Regions from separate parts of the Rattus norvegicus genome. Here region 2 is linked to region 1. A link is a contact called in public Hi-C data. All regions are on one chromosome and are shown on one strand. The core of a region is the stretch at or near the end of the contact, and the rest is flanking DNA. Distances in the headings are between cores, read along the strand shown. Region 1 has its middle 80 kb from the start of Arrdc3. Region 2 overlaps Adgrv1 (adhesion G protein-coupled receptor V1).

Region 1 (2,913 bases), core at 148-2,647:
GGCTGCCCTGTGTCTTACTTTTCCAGTATTTTAGACAGAAAGTCTAAGTACACCAGAACCAACAGGTCATAGGGCTGGGTAGGTTTATATCGCTCTTGTGAATAGCAGTGTTTAAAACTGTCCATAGGTGGACTCAGAGGCCTTCGAAATGTAAAGGTAGCATTCGGGGTGGCATTTTTTAGGGCCAAAATCTGAGCCCTGAAGTGGTATCATAAAGCTCTGTGGGTAATTCCAGTATTAAATCTATTGGGGGCAACATTGCTCTGCTTTGAAATATCAAAAATTTAACTAATATTCATTCATTCATTCATTCATTCATCCATTCATCCATTCATCTATTCATCCATTCATTTGCAGTGCTGGGGTCAAACTCAGAAAACCCTGCATACTCAGGGCATACTCTACCCCTAAACTATATTCTAAGCCTTAATTATATTATTATATACCTAAAATTATAAGCAAAAAGAAAGAAATCTCTGTAGAGTATACAGGCAAACACAAAAACAAAAACAGTAACAAAACAACAACAAAAACGACCTAGTTAGAAATTCTGTTGCTTTCCACCAGAATTCAAAATCAGTTTCAAGAGAGTGGTCTGTGGTCAGTCTAGGAAAAATACTTCCCTCCTATCCTCTGGTAAGATTTGCACATGACATGTTCCACTGGTAGGTGGCCGGTTTCTAGTTTTTATCCAGGACATCTGCAACTCCAGTTTGGAGTAAAATTGTGCTTCTGGGACAGGTGGTCCAAGCTACACTTGGAGAAATCCTTATCTATCCTTTTCTTCATTTTAAACTCCTAGGAGGAAGCAATGAACCTGCTATAAAGACAGATTTCAACAGGCCGTCTAAATCCCCCGACCTCTCCAAGGGCAAGGCAGCTAATCAGTGCCTTAGATGACAGATAGGATGTCGCGATGAAGGCCCTGAATTTTACAGTAAGTCACTGTCCGCACACCGTGCCAGATTCCAACCTGACTTGCGTCACTACAGTGTGGCTTTGTGACAAGATTAGTTACCAAACACACTGAAAAGATAACCTTAGGAAACAGAGGGCAAAAATAGGACAAGTTTGGAACCGCAGAAGTAAAAAGAAAAAGAAAAAAGAAAAAGAAAAAGAAAAAAAGAAAATCCGAACGGAGGTCATCACAAAGTCACTGTTCAAGGACAAAGCCGGGGATTTAAGCCAACAAGCTTCCGGGAAGAATTTGATCCCTAGACAAGTCAGCCCTTAAGGCAAAGAAAACAACGCAAGCTTGGCTTGGTCAGGATTCAAAAGCTGTAAACCTTGTGCTGCTCCAAGAAGTGGGGAGACGGGTCTGCAGCACTGAGGGCTCCGCACCGGAGTGCACGGAGCGGGGCAGCCTCTGGCCGTGCAGGGCGAAACCGGAACCGCGGGAGCGGTGACTCAGCGCTGAGTCAGGCGATCACTACGTGCCGGGGGACCGGCTGTCAGGAAGGGCGTCCCGGCGCCGCGGCCGCGGAGACCCGGGGCCACTCACTCGCCGCACGCACGGGCCAGCGTGGGTGACGTCCAGGATCTGCTGCCGGGGATAGCCCCACGTGATCCCCGTTTCCAGGGCTTAGGCTGACGCTTTCATCCCTGGTGTTTCCTCAGATCGGAGATTCCTCTTATTCCGGCGTGGTTTTGTTGTTGTTTGTTTGTTTGTTTGATTTTGGCTGTTTTGTTTTGTTTTTGTTTTTTTATTTGGAGGATTTTGTTTTTTGGTTTGGTTTGGTTTTGCTTACTTTTTTTTAATAACTCGCACCCCCCCCCCCAAATTTGGGAAACGGCATATTTTTAAATGAGACAGAGAAAGAATGAGTAAATAAAACAAGATCACGCCTTCCAAATGACGTGTCAAATCATCGCGCGTCTTTGAGGCTAAATGGTTGTGGCCTTAGTGGAATCGAAAAAACATTGAGTATCCGTGGAGAAAGAGAGTCTTTAACTTGGTTTTGATTTGCAGTGTTAAGGAAAGCCAATCTTTGGACTTTGTGCAATAGCCTTTCTCATAAAGGATTCTAAAAGCTAGAGGCATATTTGATAGTAACTCCTTACAGAGAACCACGATGGTGTCCTGGGCATGCAACCCTCTAACATCCTGTTCAGATTTTTCTAACTGTGGATGATTGTGACAATGCTGTGCTGAGAGCCGATGGCGGGTATTGTATTGTTCAGTGTACCTGGTCAGGGAGATAATCCACAGACAGGTGGAGGGACAGGGACACCTTTGAGCTGATTTTTAAGACAATCACACCAGGCCTTTAGAACCCGTGCCAACTGTTGCCAATTGTTCTACAAGATCCAAGAATATTTACTCTTCCAGATGCCAGTATGCATTTGAAACAGAGCACAGTCTTTCTGCTCGGAATGTTTTCCTTGCAGGGAAGAACTTTGAGGTTGGAGTGACTCGCCAAGCTTATGTGCAGACATGACAGCCCAGATTTTTTTTTTAAATAGGAAGCTAAAGACCCCAAATGGAAACTGAAAAGAAAGGGAGGGAGGGAGGGAGGGAGGGAGGGAGGGAGGGAGGGAGGGAGGGAGGGAGGGTAGGAGGGAGGGAGGGAGGGAGGTGGTGGAATTAAGAAATGTAAAGTGATATATTTCAGTTACTGACGACAGGGCACATATACAGGTTAGGTTAGCCTTTGAAAGTTTGACAGTGTGTATAGAATATTTAAAATACAATCAGTTCTATTTGTCACCGGTGTTTAAAACTGACTAGTTCTGCATCATTCTTATTTACTCTAAGTGTGTGCTGCTGTAATGCTCTCAGGGTGACTTTGAAGGCCAGGTTCATTTTAAGGTGTGACTTTGAACCTGCTTCTTGGCTTAGCTAACCCTGAAAAGCCTCATCTGAAAAATGGAGGCTAGACTGAATGGCTCATCAATTTGTAGACAGCATTCAAT
Region 2 (2,913 bases), core at 223-2,722, 180 kb before region 1:
TACATCCTCACAATGGAATATTACTCAGCTATCAAAAACAATGACTTTATGAAATTCATAGGCAGATGGATGGATCTGGAAAATATCATCCTGAGTGAGGTAACCCAATCACAGTGCACACATGGTATGTACTCATTGATAAGTGGATATTAGCCCAAATGCTTGAATTACCCTAGATGCACAGAACACATGAAACTCAAGAAGGATGACCAAAATGCGAATGCTTCACTCCTTCTTTAAAAGGGGAACAAGAATACCCTTCGGAGGGAATAGGGAGGCAAAGTTTAGAACAGAGGCAGAAGGAATACCCATTCAGAACCTGCCCCACATGCCGCTCATACATATACAGCCACCAAACTAGATAAAATGGATGAAGCAAAGAAGTGCAGGCTGACAGGAACCGAATGTAGATCTCTCCTGAGAGACACAGCTAGAATACAGCAAATACATAGGTGAATGCCATCATTAAACTACTGAACTGAGAACGAGACCCCCGTTGAATTAATTAGAGACATGACTGAAAGAGCTTGAAGGGGCTTGAGACCCCATATGAACAACAATGCCAACCAAGCAGAGCTTCCAGGGACTAACCCACTACCCCAAGACTATACATGGGCTCCAACCTCATAGATAGCAATGAATAGCCTAGTAAGAGTATCAGTGGAAGGGGAAGCCCTTGGTCCTGCCAAGACTGAACCCCCAGTGAACGTCATTGTTGGCGGAAGGGCGGTAATAGGGGGAGGATAGAGAGGGGAACGCCCATAGAGAAGGGGGGAGGGGTTAGGGGGATGTTGGCCCAGAAACCTGGAAGGGGAATAACAATCGAAATGTAAATAAGAAGTACTCTAGTTAATAAAGATTGAAAAAAAAATCTCAAATAACATTCCCTCACTAAATCAAAGGAGACAAGTGGAAATGACAATAGTCCTGTGTCCCAGAATCACTGTCAGAGAAGCTGGAGAAAATGATATCTCAGTAGTTGAGAGCTCTGCCGCCCTTTCAGAAGATCCAGGTTCAATTCCCAGCACACACAACGTGACTCGAGGCTGTCTGTAACTCCAGTTACCCAGGATCCGACACCCTCTTGTGGCTTCAACAGGTGCTGCCTGCAGGTCATACAAAACATGTAGGCAAACACTCATACACAAAAATTAATAAAGTCAATTTAGAGCTCCAGTGGCACAAGTAACCCATTGTGTGGTGTACTTAATATGGAAACCATCAGGACAGCTGCAGAAGAACATGGTGGGTAGAACGTTTTCTGATGGCCAGTGAGTTAGTCACTTCATCTCTGCTCAGAACAATCACAGTACATTTTGTTGTCTTCTCGATGGATAAAAGCTGAGTAACACAAAGAACTTTAAACCTTATGGTTTAAATGCCATGCTGGAGTGCGCTCACTGGGGAGCACAGGGCTACACCCTAGTCTTCACAAAATCTTTGTACTTGCTCCTGCCACTTCCCACACAGTCCAGTAGGTGGTAGCCTCGGCAGGGACAAATGTCTTCCTTCCCCCTTCAAGCAGACTCGTTTAAAAACCAGAAACTATGTGGCTCTGTGCAATGCCTTCCCTTCTCCACACAGGAAAAGGATTTCCAAGGTTGTTCCCTGCATGAGTATTAGGGTATAGACCATCTATCATGAGGAATCCAAACTAGTACTGTGTTTACATGTGATTGATCATGCAGTGTTCTGAACATTTTTCCTTGTCTTCTTTGTGATTTCCAGAAATTCCTCTGATTTTATATCTCTTCGCCCTGATTTCTCTGACGTGGCTTTGGGGAGGACTGCATATGGCCTACCGACACTTCTGGATGTTGGTTCTCTTTGTCATTTTCAATAGTCTGCAGGTAAGTCAAGCCTTAGAGGCAACAGACATTTAATGAATGCAAAGCACCAAGTGTCAACATTCAAAATTTAAGAGTCTACATATAGATGAGTTTGTGTACATCATGAGTGTACAAAGTCTTAGAATAGTGTGGTGGGAGTTAAATATTTAATACTCAAAATATGGCTGGAATGTACATATAGAAGAAAAATATTTACTTGCGTCTCTTCAGCAATATGGAGTAACTGCAAAAATGTGTTCTTTATAGATAGTTATACTCAGATGGCAACCATGGAGAAATGATCCACATATATGGGGCATAATGTATCTATACATTAGTTCAACTGAGCAGGGAAATTGATGGTTAAACAGTCTCCTCTTAATGTAAGACAATTTCAGTGACTAAAAAATTATTTTACCCCTTCTCAAGTTCAGTAATGGCAATTTTAAATTAATTTTGCAAATATGCTTAGGTAGTATAACTAAGGGATATACCTACAGCAAAATTTTAAGCAGACTTTTTAGTGCTTTTGTGAAATGGAAAGATGTTGCGTCCTGAAAATTATCAAATGAAACAAATGAAAACATTTTTCTTATTTTGCAAAGTGAAAAAAGAATCTCTTAGACTAAAATAATTCACTAAAATTACCAAGAATGCTTTTACATATAATTATTTTGTTCATCATCTTATAAAATGAATATGTGCATAGATACATACAATGAGAATTATAGCATGCAGCTGAAATATGATTCAGGGGTAGAACATTTATTTAACACACAGGAGGTCCATGGGTCACTAACTATTCTTAAAAACAGAATGAGAGTAAGGGGAGGCAAATTCTTTAATCAGAATACAGCCTATATGATGATATTTAATCTAAGTACATTATCTGTTTTGGAAGGAAAAAGCTACAAAGTGACCTAAAAGTTTGTAGTCTCAAGAATACATGGGCACCTCTGTGTACGCATAGTAGACGTTCACTGGCACTGTTAATACCTAGAGAAGGACCACCACACCCCTGTAGGACCAATGATTGAAATGAGTAAACCATCAGCTTTAAGATATGCCATAGTAGGTGACATTT

What was found. Hi-C and Micro-C count contacts between places; a contact is called where the count stands out from the background.
Region 2: a contact with region 1 is called in a Hi-C map of liver, with 3 times the contacts expected there. The contact joins two enhancer-like sites. A contact is called at or near these places in 7 of 12 Hi-C or Micro-C datasets (the Rat2 cell line, Schwann cells, frontal cortex and 3 more).

Annotation. Positions count from the first base shown.
Region 1 is chr2:12,951,310-12,954,222 of GRCr8, reverse strand. No RefSeq gene overlaps it. Among named protein-coding and RNA genes, the nearest start is that of Arrdc3, 80 kb to the right of the region's middle. Within about 2 kb of position 1,397, at least 84 of the 93 cell types and tissues checked have an H3K27ac peak or open chromatin away from gene starts, as enhancers often do.
Region 2 is chr2:13,130,205-13,133,117 of GRCr8, reverse strand. It overlaps Adgrv1 (adhesion G protein-coupled receptor V1), which reads left to right. Exons shown (of 91, transcript XM_039103389.2): 88 at 1,729-1,850. Among named protein-coding and RNA genes, the nearest start is that of Rnu1-149, 3.9 kb to the right of the region's middle. Within about 2 kb of position 1,472, at least 21 of the 93 cell types and tissues checked have an H3K27ac peak or open chromatin away from gene starts, as enhancers often do.